2 separate regions of the Hordeum vulgare genome follow, and region 1 is linked to region 2. The links are chromatin contacts, called in public Hi-C maps. All regions are on one chromosome and are shown on one strand. The core of a region is the stretch at or near the end of the contact, and the rest is flanking DNA. Distances in the headings are between cores, read along the strand shown. Region 1 has its middle 18 kb from the start of LOC123431249. Region 2 holds the start of LOC123428438 (probable carboxylesterase Os04g0669500).

What was found. Hi-C and Micro-C count contacts between places; a contact is called where the count stands out from the background.
Region 1: a contact with region 2 is called in a Hi-C map of leaf, with 2.1 times the contacts expected there. The contact joins the enhancer-like site here to the promoter of LOC123428438 in region 2. A contact is called at or near these places in 2 of 6 Hi-C or Micro-C datasets (leaf and seedling).

The regions. Positions count from the first base shown.
Region 1 is chr2H:653,510,518-653,517,635 of MorexV3_pseudomolecules_assembly, reverse strand. No RefSeq gene overlaps it. Among protein-coding and RNA genes, the nearest start is that of LOC123431249, 18 kb to the right of the region's middle. Within about 2 kb of position 1,550, at least 3 of the 3 cell types and tissues checked have open chromatin away from gene starts, as enhancers often do. A contact at or near this core is called in leaf and seedling, where this site is marked.
Region 2 is chr2H:653,383,691-653,391,241 of MorexV3_pseudomolecules_assembly, reverse strand. It overlaps LOC123428438 (probable carboxylesterase Os04g0669500), which reads right to left and starts at 2,456. Exons shown (of 6, transcript XM_045112650.1): 1 at 2,159-2,456; 2 at 1,982-2,034; 3 at 1,747-1,870; 4 at 1,543-1,664. The coding sequence starts at 2,441. It overlaps LOC123431247 (probable carboxylesterase Os04g0669600), which reads right to left and starts at 5,107. Exons shown (of 7, transcript XM_045115070.1): 1 at 4,741-5,107; 2 at 4,594-4,646; 3 at 3,788-3,911; 4 at 3,579-3,700; 5 at 3,317-3,424; 6 at 3,013-3,195; 7 at 2,813-2,956. The coding sequence starts at 4,927. The coding sequence ends at 3,049.

The DNA of each region.
Region 1 (7,118 bases), core at 301-2,800, 130 kb before region 2:
AACAATTTTTCTACAAGCACGAATGTTTTTTGATTCTTGAGAACAAAATTTTGAAATGGAGAACCATTTTGAAAAACCCAGAACAAATTTGGAATCGTGAAAGAAATCAAGCACAAACATTTTTTGAATCTTAAGAACAAATTTTGAAACCGAGAACAATGTTGAAAAAATTTGAACAAATTTGGAAGCATGGATAATTTTTTAACGCACGAACATATTTAGAATTTTGAGAATAATATTGAAACCGAAAAAAAACTAAAAACTCCAGACAAATTTGAAAAAGCACGAACATTTTTTGAATCTTACAAATAAATTTTGAAATCGAAAACAATTTTGCAAAATGCTGAAAAAATTTCGCAGTGCGAACGTTTTTCGAAAATTTCAAACAAATTTTGAAGTTGTGAATGATTTTGAAAAACAGGAACTATTTAAAATTATGAATATTAAAAAAAACATTTTTAAAATGTGAAGAAGTTTTTTAGATATTTTCATAACATTATTTGAAAATTCAGCACAATTTTAGAAACTGAAATCGAAAAGAAAAAAAAAGAAAAAAAATGGAAAAAGAACCCGGACAAGGAAACCTTTTGGAATTTCTTAATACAGTAAAAGATCAGCTGGAAAGAACGGTGTTAACAGGCCTGCTTATTAAAAAAAATCGCCTTCTTCCGCTGTCCGTTTGCTCGACAACTCGCCGCATTGAACGGTAAAAAGGATATTCGAAATAGGTGTCTTCAGAAAAAACCCTATTTGACGCTCAAATAGTCGGGACTCCGCACACACTCCGGACAACACTTGGGCCAGGCCAGTTTCGCTTGCCGAAAGTTCCCAGTATTATTTTTTTTCGGTTTTTGTTTTCTGTTCCTTTGTTTTATTGTTTATGTTTCCTTCTTTTTTTCGTTTTTCTGTTTCTGTTTCTTTTTTTTCTTTTTTTATGTGGAAAATCTCTTGGAATTTCAAAAATGTTTCGAAATTTCAAAAATGTTCCAGAATTTGATTTTATTTTTCGGAATTTGAAATATATTTTGGCATTTTGAAAAATGTTCTAGAATTTGAAAAATAATTAGGGATTTTATAAATGTTCTGCAATTTGATAATATTTTCCGCATTTTGTGAAATGCTCCGAATTTGTGAAAATGTTCAGGAATTTGAAAAATATTCTGGAATTTTAGAAAATGTTTTGAAACTTTTTCCGGAATTTGGAAAAATGTTCCAGACTTTGAAAAAATATTCCGGAATTTGAGAAACAATTTTTTAGATATTTTACAAAGATGTTCCTCTTTTTTAATTTTGTTCTCATAATTTAGAAAATATTCATGCTTTAAAAATTTATTCCCGCTTTCGAAAAAATTCAATATTTTTGAAAACTGTTTTCCTTTTCGAAATATAAGATTGAAAATAAAAATAAAAAACGAACCTAAAAAGTAAAAATAACAGAGAAGAAAACGTAAAAGAACAAATAAATAAAACTAGGCCGGCCCATAGGGGGCGCTCCCTGTGCGGCGCTGGCGCTCCCTGCCGCAATGAGTGGCAGGTAGGAGCTCCCGTTCTTCAGACGCAACGCAGAAGCGAACAGAATACCAGTCGAGGTTACGCAGCTATGGATCCAATCTGGGCTGGCCCACTTTAACAACCAGTAGGTCTCAGTTTTAGGAAACTTCAAGAATGTTTCAGCGGTGTTTATATCGGTTTTTGAAGCCTTCTAGAAGTTTTTTGAGCTAGTTTTTACTGGTTTATTCCTTTATTGGGTTTCCCTCCTTTTTTTATTTCTTTGGTTTTAGTTTATTCCTTGTACTCCCTGTTTCTGTTTCTTTCTTCCTTTTATTTTTTTTTCTTTTTAAATTTTTGTATCATTTTTCATTTTCGTTTTCAAGTTCATTTCTGAGTATATTTTATTAATTTATATTTTTCGAAATTAACTAATTATTTTCGAATTTCACAGAAATGTCCACAGATTTGGATTTTTTTTAAATTGAATAATTGTTCCTGCCTACAAAATTTGTTCACAAATGTAAAAAAATTGTTCAGGAATTCCAAAAAAGATAACCATAAAAAATCTTATTTACAATTTAAAATTTTGTTCCTGTTTACGAAATTTATCTAAAAATTAAAAAATTTATCGACAATTTTAAAAAATGTTCAAAGAGTTTCAGTAATGTTTGCACTTCCAACATTTGATCAGAATTCATAAATTGTTCCCATTATAAAATTATTGTTCGCAAAAGGGAAAAAGTTCACAGAAAATCATATATTTTGTTTTGAATTTTTGTCCGTCTTTTTGAACAATGTTTAAAACGCAAAATTTGTTCATCTTTGGCAAAAAGTTCGAAATTCATAAAATATTGGTTTAAAAATTGTATTCAATGTTTTTCAGAAAGTGTTCCCGTGTTGACATTCTTAACAATATCAAAATACATGAACATTTTTTGAAAAAATTCATGCAATTTAATGGAAATGTGAGTATGTTTGGATTTCGCATTAAAAGTTCAAAAATGCTGATTCTCTCAAATTTTGAAACAAAAATGCTAACATTTGATTGAAAAATAAAAATAAACTTGAAACATAAAAAGCGCTAACGTTGTTGGCTTTCGAAGCAGGAGCCAACACCACGATGCATTCATCGTCTCATGTCCTCGACTTCCTTGCTGTCGGCGGCATGTGCTTTTCGCTACCTCTGTTGTTCTTGTTGTCGTCCTTGTTAGAAGCAGTATCCCCATCGCTGCCGCTAAAACTCCTCCAATCACACCCGCCAAACGCCCAAGGTCATTAGATAAAGCTCTAATAGCAATTCTTGGCTGTGATCTACTCTATCTTATACTGTTTTTTCTATCTCGATAACACAAGACGTTAGGGTTCAGAGAGCAGAAACGGAGCCATAGAGAGAGCGCTTTTGCGACACGTGAAAAATGCATCTCTTATGTTCTTTCCTTTTTATTCAGTTGCATAATAGAAAGTGAAAACCTCGTCACAATCCAATCTCACCAGCCTAGATCATGCCAGTCTGCTAGGCCTGCAAATTAGGAACTTAAACTACGTAATCCCTCCGTTTCAAAATTCTTATCTTACATTTGTTCATAAATGAATGTATCTAAATACTAACACATGACTACATACATTCATATCTACATAAAACAAATACAAGAATGTTGAGACGGAAGGAGTACATCATAACGTGAATGTAGCACGTATCAGGTGGACAAATTCAGTCGTGCTTATTATGTGAGAGAAAAACAAGACAAGCTAAGAACATATATATAATGGTTCATAAGGCACTCTTATCTGAAGGATCTCTTTAGCATTATCGATAATAACTAGTGGTTTCAAAAAATATGATAACACATATTATGTTAACACATGATCTCATAAATAAGAGAAGACATGTCATTTTTATTAACTCTCTCCTAGACCTCAACATTTATATTACGTGTCACTCCTAAGATAGCATCATTGTACATTCCCTAAACGAAAGGGGGCATATACATTGAGATTACATCTCACACTCCTCTTTCGCATCGGTGTCGCCGCACATTGTTGTCGCCAAGAGGAACAAATACGATATTGGTTGGCCCCTCGGGAGTGGAACACACGCCCTCCTTCGTTGTCAGAGAGCACGTGTCCATCAAGGTGCTCAACAAGCCCCGACCTGTCGCCACCTGCATGGATGCACATGTGCTTGCCATGGTATACCACACATGCTCCCTCGCTGGCGAAGTCTTGACCACAACGGTGCGTGGGGTATTTCTCATGCTTGTCTCTGCGCTCATCTACTGCCACACGTGCGTCGTCTTCCACCGCGACACCAAGCATCAAAACATCTTCCTCGACGCCAACAACAACCTCAAGGTCTGCGACTTCGACCTCACTCCACTCATAGAGTTCTTCCATCGGGTATAACAAGTGTTCGAGGAAATCCATGAAATAATATAGGTTTACTTTGTTAAGTTTAGGGGATAGGTTAGAAGCGACATCTTTTGGAGGTGCAAAAGTACTCGCCATACTCGGTGGTTTACTCTTAAGAGATCGGTACACTGTTGTTAACATCAATGCTCGGTTGTTTACTCCTAAGGCCATTTCTAACTCATACTCTATATCAACTTAGTGGAGTATATTTGGATTTTTACTCCACCAAGTTTGACCTAACCAATCCCTAAAATGGCTTAGTGGAGTAAAACATTTACTCCTTCCCTATAGTTCGGAGCATATTTACTCCCTTTCTCCACGGTCCAGTAAAATCGCCTCCTCTTCTCCTCTCGTGTCGTCGCATGCGCCTCCCACCCACCCCCGCCCTTCCCCGCCTCTCCGATGGCCGAACACGGTGGCCGTTGGCCCCCTCCGTCGATCTACGACGTGGATCCATGCCGCCATGCGCGCGGGTCATCCTCCGTGGGTGCTTCATCTAGTCGTCGTTGCCGCTCGCACGATCCACCCGCCCCCGCACCCCTACGTCGGTTCGATGACTTCCCCGTCCTCCATCAGGCCCGGCCAAAGACGAGGACCTACCTCATGGTCCGGCAGCGGCTGTGAGGGACGTGGGTGGTTGAAATCACGGATCGGGAGACCCACACCCGGCGGTGGCTCAGGAGCTTTCATACGGCCAAGCTCGTCGCCATGGAGTACAACCGCTCCCAGGTTCGCTACCACGGTGCGACGACCCATCTCAACTTCTCCTTCAGCACGGCTCTGTTCCACCTTGTCCCGGTAGAGCCGGGGGTGGTGAGCCCGGCATAAGCGCTGGAGGACCTTGAGGCAAGGGAGCGCCTCGAGGCCGAGGCCGTCGACGAGGCCTACATGCAAGAGCTCCGCCGGCAGCACCGAGAGCTCATGGAGGCGTAGCGGATTATCTTTGCCGATGCCGGTGACGAGGGTATCGTTATCTCCTCCTCCAACGAGGTTTAAGGCGGCAAGGACGGCGACATGGAGGGCGGCGAGGTGGCGGCAAGGACAAGGAGATCCACGTCCACGAGTGGAGGAGTGATTTTCCTGATGACGAAGACGATGGCACCAACCTGGACCCAAATCGCAACACACAATACCTGACGAAGAAGGATTGGCTCGACCTCACATTCGACCAAAAGTAGTTTAGTTAAGCACAATTTAGTTTAAATTTGTATTTTATGTTTGGTTGTTCATAACTATCTGTGTTTATGTTTGAATGCATGCTACTTTCGGTTCAAACTGCATTGAACTTGATCAAATTAAAATTTGTTATGTTAAGTTTCGGGTGTATATATAAATTAATGGAGTATATATACTCCACTAAGAGTTCTATGCCATTAACTTTCGGGTGACCAGCTAGAGATGGCCTAAAAACAACTCCAACCGTGCGACCTAAACATATGTGCTTTTATCCGTGTTTTGTCCATTTGGGTCGCCCTATCCGCCCCGTTTTTCATTTGGGTCGGCCATGCGCCCAGCGCACCGAGCCATTTTTCGCCCACATGATAGGCTTTCAGCCATTTTTTATCATAGACTAATAGAGTTCAACAAAAATACAAGACATTGCATAGTTCAAGAATCGCATAAATATCTCACAGTTTATAAGCCAAATTAACATTAAATTGTCTCAAAGACCTAAGAAAAAAAGTTGTCGATACATCTGTTGGTTGCCAACATGAATCCACATATGCTTAACCAAATCATTTTGCAGCTGCATGTGAGTTCCTGAATCACGCATCTAATGATAAATCTCGGTGAACTATGCAAACGTTGTGGGTCCTCCATGCTCAAGCACAACATTGTCATCCTGAAACTGAAACCCTTGATCAAAGAGATGTTGTCGGCTCTCATCCTCTATGATCATGTTGTGTGTGCTTACGCAAGAAGTCATCACCTCCCAAATCTTATGGGTGCTCCAAGTGCTTGCATGATACCGAACAATGCCCCATCAAGATTGCAGAACACCAGAGGCACGCTCAACATCCGTTCTAGCACTTTCTTGCTCTTGGGAAAATCACTTTCTCTACTTCCCTACAAGGTTGGGGATTGTCTTGACAAGAGGAGTCTACTTCAGGTATATACCGTCAACTATATAGTATCCATTGTTGTATTGATGGCCATTGATCTCAACATTGACCTTCGGACAACTACCTTCTGCCATCCTAGAAAAATCCGGAGAGTGGTGGAGCACATTGATGTCGTTGTGAGATCCTACCATGCCGAAGAAAGATTGACAAATCTAGAGATCTTGGGAAGCAACAGCCTTAACTATGACAGTGCAAGCTCGGGCATGGCTTTTATACTGCCCCTACCAAGCAGAAGGGCAATTTTTCCACTTCCAGTGCATACAACCTATGCTACCAACCATCCCCGGGATTCCCCTGCTCGCATTAATAGCCAACAACCTTCCTGTATCAGCAACAGTTGGCTCTCTCAAGTACTCCGGCCCAAACACAGTTATGACAGCCTTGCGGAATCTATACATGGACTCATGGAGGTGGACTCACCCATCTGGACATACTCATATATGAGGTCACCGAAAACTCTGTATGCAAGCATACAGATGGTAGCAGTGCATTTCTAATAAGAGAAGCCAATCTTTCCAAGGGCATCCATCTTGCACTCGAAATACTTATCATAGTCCACCACCCCCTCCCGAATACGGTTAAACACATGCCTAGCCATACGAAAACAATGTTGAAATATGTGATGCTTGAAAGAGCGGGTTTGGGGTCTTGAAGCACTCCTTTCGGAGTTGGAAAAGTATGTGCCCATGGACGAGCAACGCAGCTGCCACGATCTCCTCATCATCGGATGAACAATCATCCGAAACACAAAGAACGTTATATAGAAAAAAACGCCTCGTCGGAGTCCATTGGTACCTTGCGGGCAAACTGTCAAACGACTTGTGGGCATCATGGAACAAGCCGGCCGGTGAAGACCCTCGTGGCACAGGTGTTAGAGCATATATCTCCATATGTGGTTTTGGTAATTGATGACAATTCCTATGGACTAATGGTTGCCTTAAGTTATATTTATAGGATTTGTCCATAGGCACTTCTTGAAGTCCATCTGTTGGGTTCAAGGATTTTATATGATGACCAAGATGTTATTCAAGGTATTATCCAACGAATGGTCATAGAAACACTAGGTTGATCAAGATCTCAGACAAAGAGTAAATC
Region 2 (7,551 bases), core at 1,207-3,706:
CAAAATCCGTGCTTTTATAAAGAGTTGAAATTTACTTTAGAATTCCTATCCATACATTGAATTTCACTATTTTTTTTCAACAAGTGCTTCCTTCAATCAATAGGCTTAAATCCATTATAAGCATATTCAACAAAAGCCTACAATATGAGGCCTCATTCGGTTTGTACGATTTCTTCCCACGGATATTATCCTATGTATGGCATTCACTTCATAGGAATGGAGGTAACTAGTTTCCTTAGGACTGTGTCCATATTGTCCTAATTTCTAAGGATTCTTAGCATTAGGTGAGACCTCATGAAAGATTCGTAAGTACTGTAGTTGAGAGGGCATCCCAATCCTCTACTTTTACTATTCCCTTGATTTGAAAATCCTGTAAGCCGAATCAGCCCTGACAGTTACATTCCCATATAGAAGAGTAAATGCTACTATATGATTTCAGTGCAAAGACTATTAACACTGCTCAATATAATAGGTTAAGTGTCAGATATCATATCAGTCACAGATATCATATCACTCACAGATTCGTGAAGGTTTACATATGAAAGGAACGCCGCAAGAGTAAAATTGCTAATGGCATCCTTCAAGGTTTCATGCTATTTATCATTTTTCATACAACTGCATCCTAGCCGACTGGTTAAAATAAGAAAGTAGATATGGTGTACTTATCATTGTACAGTGTTCTTCCTAATTTAGTTGCTATCATAAAATAAACCATTGCCCAGTCAGACACGTCTAAGTCCTAAGGTGGGCAAAGTCGCTTCTCCTACTAGATGTAATAATTTGTATGCAAGGTTGGGTAACAGGAGGAATATTGCAAATATTTCTAATTCAAGCAACAGCGATGGATATTAAGTTTCTAGTTTCAAGTACCTACTATGAAATAGTTGGAGTTCAATGCTTATGTTTTTGTCTTTCTGCCGATTTCAGTATGGAATAGAGTAAATTTCATTGGCAACATTCAGGTCAGTACATTTTTGTCTTTCTGCCGATTTCATAGAGACTAGTTCAATCCAATAGTAGGTGCTAAAACCATACCTCCATAATTCAGTTGTCCAGTATGCTCATGGTGATCAGGAATTATTGCAATAAGTACATGGTTTTGTTCCAGGCCAACTAAAATTGACAAAACCTTTAGATGATGGATCCTGGGTATGGCCATACTAGTGTAGGCAGAGTTCCAGCAGTGTTCGGGCATGTGATAGAAAATAGTTCTATTCAAAAGGCAATGACAAGGCTGTACATAAACATCACCAACCACATCTCTTGTTGACTAGCGCTCGATTTTATACCAAGCAACAAACTGAAGCTTCCTTATATCTTGTCATTGTAGGCTAAACTAAGGAGAAGGCATCAAGACATAAGAAATATAATTCTAGTCAAAAGGCAATGACAAGGCTGTACATAAACATCACCAACCACATCTCTTGTTGACAAGCGTTCAATTTCATACCAACCAATAAAATTAGGCTTCCCCACATCTTGTTATTGTGTGCTAATTGCTAAACTAAGGAGAAGGCATCAAGGGATGACTGTGTCACATACCTTCCTTGCTTCGGGTGAAATCCTCTCAATGACCGACGAACCGAAAGGGACCCAGCCACTGAACACGGCACCGCCACCTAGCGTCTTTGGATAAAGCAAAACACTTGCTAATGTCAGAGCACCTGCAAATCCAATACTTATCAATTTACGGAACGAAAATTTGCTGTCTTCAGAATATATCCAACGCCCATGCGACAATCCTACCTCCCTGACTGAACCCACACACAAATATGTTGTCAGGATGGATGCCAGCGGCCACCTCCCTGTCGATCATGGCGTGCACATTCTCCACGGCCTTAATAACACCGCTCTCATCTTGCGGCGAACCCTAGTGTTTACAGATTTCAGCAAAGATCAGTTTCTAATGTTATTACAGTTATAATTGTCTCTCATCCCCGGATACACGAGCGGGAGGGATTGAGTGAATGAGTAAACTCACAGGGCTCAAGGGCAGCTCGTGGATATCGAACCATGACGGCATCACGGCGCCGTCTGCGAAAACAATAAGTGTTCTTGAGAATCAGGTGATGCTAATTTGATGAATCGGTGCAAAAAAAAAACTGATGATGCTGTGAAGGTGGGAGAGACGAGGAGGGGGTGGATGGAGGTGGCGCACTGTTGCAGGAGACGGGGGAGTTGGGGGCGGAGGGGAACGCCCACTTGGTGTGGCGGAACTCCGGCGCGGCGAAGAAGGTGCGGATGGGCTCGTTGGCGGGGCCGGAGTCGCCGAGGCCGTGCAGCCACAGCACGAAGCTCCGGTTGCGGGCCGCCATGGGGCCGGGGAGGAGCTGGTCGGGGAGCCGGGGCGGCTGCGCGCGGCGGCGGAGCGAGGCGGCGAGGAGGGATGCCGCGGCGATGGCTGCGGCGATGGAGAAGAGGAAGCGGACGCGTTTACTCATGGGTCATATGGGCCGGGCCGAAGCAGCTCCTCAGCCTGTGCGCCTTCACTGCCAATCAGAAGCAAAAAATTTACCCTAAAAAAAAGAAAAAAATTACCCGGTTTTTTGCCAACTACTCACTCCGTCCAGAAATACTTGTCATTAGAACAAATGTATCTAGATGTATTTTAGTTTTATATATATCTATTTTTATCTATTTGTGCGATAAATAATTTCGAATGGAGAGAGTATTACATTAAGATAGCACTACAATTTTAACTGAAGAATTAGGGTTAAATATACAATCACAAAGATAACACGAATCAGAGAACCATCATCGATGAGCCACTAGCCATGTCAGATTCACGTGCCAGTTAATCGAAGCACACGAATTGAGATGGCAGAAAACTGGTCAACTGTAATAATAGTATCATAATCCTTTGGTTGCATGTTATAAAAAAATAACTTTAATTGGATCATGTTCCAAAGCATCCACGTGCCAAGATAAACTGAGATTCAGGTCACATATGTAGTACTCCCTCCGCCCCATAACTCTTGTCGTTGTTCGACAAGAATGATGAGACGGACGGAGTAGTACTCTACTCCATAAAAATGTGAAGTACTCTAGCTAGTGTAGATCTTCGTGGTTCGACGACGACGATGACGACGGTCTTGCAGCTTCAGTTCCTTGGGAGATCCCTAGATGATCGGATATCCATCGTCGAAAATACTGGAGCTCTTCATCCACCAGCAAGTGCCCAAGAGTTGGATAAGTCTGATAACTTACATGTTATGGCAAAACGCAAGGAAGGACAGTATGGTCAAACAAAGGTCAAAAATCAAATCTCCAATCTTGAAATCAATCTGTCGTGACTTCGAGTATGTTTATGTACCACCTTGAATTCGCAGGCCATGCCAAGCTCCTGGAGAAATGCGCACCCGGCGTGCCCGGCTTCGAACAGCACCACCCCGTCTGCCATCCCATGGAACCATAAAACCGGCGTCTGCAGGTTTTCAAGAATTCAGAAACAACACATTTGCAAGAAATACTAGAACATTAGAACAGCAATCCACCCTATGTGACATCCCATGGAACCATGAAAAAACCGGCGTCTACGAACTATATTTAGTCTAAGGATGTTGTTGGGCTGTTGTTACCTTTCTGGCTTCAGGTGTCACCCTGTCAGCAAATGATTTGCTCAGGGGAACTGAACCACTGAAGACAGCACACCCACCTAAAGTCTTGGGGTAGAGCAGAACACTTGCTATGGCTAGAGCACCTGTGGAGACGGAGTGGAAATCATAATTATGTCGGTAAGTAATGTGTTGAAGACAGGGAAGATTAGATGCATATTTCACCGCCATACCTCCTTGGCTTAATCCACAGATGAAAATGTTTGTAGGACTCGTCCCGGCAGCCACTTCTTTGTCTAACATTTCGTGAACGTGCTCAACAGCTTCTAGGACTCCTCGCTCATCTCTAACAGTGGTCTAAGAAACAAAGTTGGCACAATCAGCAAAGTACATAGTAATAATGCTATAACAGCAAAAGAGGTATTGGCCTGTAAATGTTTAGAGACTTTAGGTTAGTCCAATTTTGAGTTCTAGTGCCTTGCTTTTGTAACTTGTACACTGATCTCTTTGAATGTCCATGAGGATTCTAAAATGGTTAGTTTTGCGCAAGCGGTCTGTTACCTGTTATGAACTTATGATGCGAAGTGCTAAAAAACTTCATGTTTTGAATCTTCAAACTGATGAGAATCTGATTTCGTGTTGTTCAGAAGTAACAGTGCAAAAGACACCAAAGCTTAGACTTAGAGTCTTACTCATTATGTTCTTCAACAATATCTACTTTGTAAACTGACAGAAAATAGCTCTAGCAGTTCCGATATACAGATTATTTACCGGAGGGGGAGGGGGAGGGGGAGCAGTGTGAGAAACAAAGCGTGAAGCAAGCTTGATTTCTGATGCGTGCATACTCTGCAGCATCGGCAAATAAGACTAGCCAATTTTGTAGCAACAAATATAATACACTGAAGACTGAAGAGAGAATGAGAATAGGCAAATGGCTCGACAGTAAGCAGTAAACATGAGCAGGAAACTGCAGCGGTTGTTTCTGAATCACTCAAAGAGTAAGCGGCTATTTGTGGGGGTAAACTGAGCAGGGAATTACAGCGGTTATGGGGACCTCCGGGATGCCGAACCACGCATTGAGCACCACCTCACCTGCAGCAGCAGCACCGCAAATCGATCCAGCAACTGAATAAAATCGCAGGTGTGTTTGTGTGTTTGCCCATCGAATCAGGAGCAGCGAGCGTACCATAGCAGGCGACGGGGGCGGTGGGGAAGGAGAGGCGGATGGCGGGGGCGGCCGAGAAGTAGGGCGCGATCTGGCCGAGGCTCTGCTCGCCCGTCTCGGCGGAGCCGTGCAGCCACAGCAGCAGCCCGCCGGCCGTCGCTGCTGCCGCCGCAGCAGCGGCAGGAGCAGGGGGAGGATGCGCCGCCATCCGGACAGCGCGGAGTCATCGGTCGATCGGCGGCGTGGCCGGCAGTGCAAAGTGGCGGCGGTTTTGTGCCGACGAAGGCAGGTGCGGGCAGGGGAAATAGTGCGGGCGTGGGAGGCGTGACGACGGTGGCGGCAGCGTGCGGGGCGTGGGCGGTTGGATCGAATATGCCCTCACCATACCCCATGCCGTTGTGTTTTGGCTCTGCAACCATCGGCCGCCGACGGGACGGAGCGACGGCGAACGGCGCCGGCCATCGCGGATGGGATTGCATTGCTTCTTTATTCGTCACAAAAAATGTGTAAATTTCCACCAGTCACACAAAAAATGTGTAAATTTCGTCTTAAAAATCACGACAGCTGCTAACAAATGAATGTATACGAGTATCACATTTCCATTCATACGACCATCCTATTACAAGCAGGGAAACCACACCTTCGTTGAAGAAATGATTAACTCGCTATAATTTGAGTGCCCGGTCAAAAGATGCTCTCACCATAGGTTGTAATGCTTAATTTAGAGAAACGACCCTGCCCCGGTGATCACGATTGCTCTGACCCCTGTTCTGCTATTAGAGATCACATGGAGACCCTGATTGCTATGGTACATCTCATATTCTTGTCATTGAGAATGGTGTTTCCCTTCATAAGACCATATTATCAGTTTGCTTAGCGACACTATCACAATCGCTTGAAATGGCTTCGTGAGTAAAGAGTGTGCAACAAAGGCGGCTTCGCACATGTTCAACTAAGGAAATAGAATGAGACACCTTCCAATTTCTTTGTTTTCCTCCTATGTCCCATAGCTAGCACATATATTAGATGGTGAGAAGAAATGTAAGTCTATAGCTCCAGGATTATCATACTCAACCTACACATGCAGCTTTCTTTCCAAACAAGTTCTGAAGGTGCATATATAGTGAAGACCCGGGCGAGTACTTCAGGTATATTCTTTTGGTTGTCATTCAAGGATTGTGAAAACAAGCTACACTAAAATGATGTGAAATGTTATGAGTGTGTGGTGTTAGTTTTACCGAGTGAGAAATGCATGATGAAACGCATGAAGTCATAGACGCCCTAATAAAATTTTAATTGCCACCAACTCGATATAACGCCTTTGATACCGATAGAGTGTCCAAAATTCCACTTTAGACTTGGACCCAAAAGACGAGTGCACACTCTGCCACCACCACGGAGGGGCTGGGGGGGGGGGGGGAGCGGGAGGGTGTCATCGGAATAGTTGGAGTTCTCAATCAGTCGGTGACACAAAGGTTTGTGTTGGTGAATGGTGCGGGTAAGGGGAAAATCATCCTCCCAAAGGCATGTGTTAGAGCATCTCCAACAGCATCCCAAAAAGTGTTCCGCGCAATAAACCATTCGTTTTTTGGGCGTCGGACAGCTACAACAAAGGCTGTAAAATTGTGCGCGCGCTGAAAAGTTTTGGGCACGCGCTGAAAAACGCTATCACGCGTTACATATTTGGGGCGCCTGCTTGCGCGCGCTTCACAATTTGCACTGCGTGCTTTTCGGGCGCTCGTTTTTGGGCGTCTGCTGAAACAACATTGGTCCAAACTATTGGAGATGCTCTTAAAGAATATGTGTTGTGAAGGCTGAGGATGCATGGGTGCGCTTTGCTTTACCACGCAATATATTCTAATGTCGATCACTACCTTCTGTATCTTTAACCATTGTCTAGTAATGTCAACAATGGCGTTCGGCTGGGATCCATGGGAGTTGGTGCTTGCAAATTTAGGCGGCTATGTTCACATCGATTTTTATTTGCTACTAGCATACTCTTGTTCTTAAATATAAATCTTTTTAGTGATTTTATTAAAAACCATATACAGAACAAAATGAGTGAATCTAAACTCAAAAATATGTCTATATACATCTCTATGTAGTTTTTTAGTGGAGTATCTTAAAAGACTTATATTTAGGAACGAAGGGAGTAGTTACAAAATATCCCCTAAGCTAAGAGCATCTCTAATAGAAGATGTATCATAACGTTTGCATCTTTGAGGCCCCAAATCCACTCTCCAACAGATGATGTAGATGAAAAAAAAATATCTTTGTTTTTTGAAAATGTAAAATACAATACCTCGCGGTACAAATTTGCATCTCCACCTACATGACATGTAGAAATCGCGGCCGCGCGTCAACCGCCAACCTGTCATTCATTTCGTTTTCCCCCACCCTTTCTTCTTCCTCCTTTTGTCCTGCCGCCGCCTGCGATTCAGCCGCCACCTGCCGCACCACCGCTGCCTCGCTATAGATCCGCCATCTCCTCCCCCTCCCCACCGTCGATCTTGCTGTGATTCGCTCATTGCCTGCCGTCCCCCGCCGCGAATAGGGCAATTTTCCACCCGTCGCCGCCTCACAATTAGGCTGCTGCATGCCGGTCGAATCGACTACGCAACCGCCTCCGTCGTCGTCTCAACCTCCCCGTACCGCCTCGTTGCCACACCGCAACGCCCCGTCACCGTAGCCTCTGTCGTCGCCTCAACCTCCCCACATTGCCCCGTGGCCGCAGCCTTCGCCGTCGCCTCAACCTTCCCCGCACCGCCCCGTCGCCGCAACCTCCATCGTCACCTCAACCTTCCCCGCACTACCTCGTTGCCGTAACCTTCG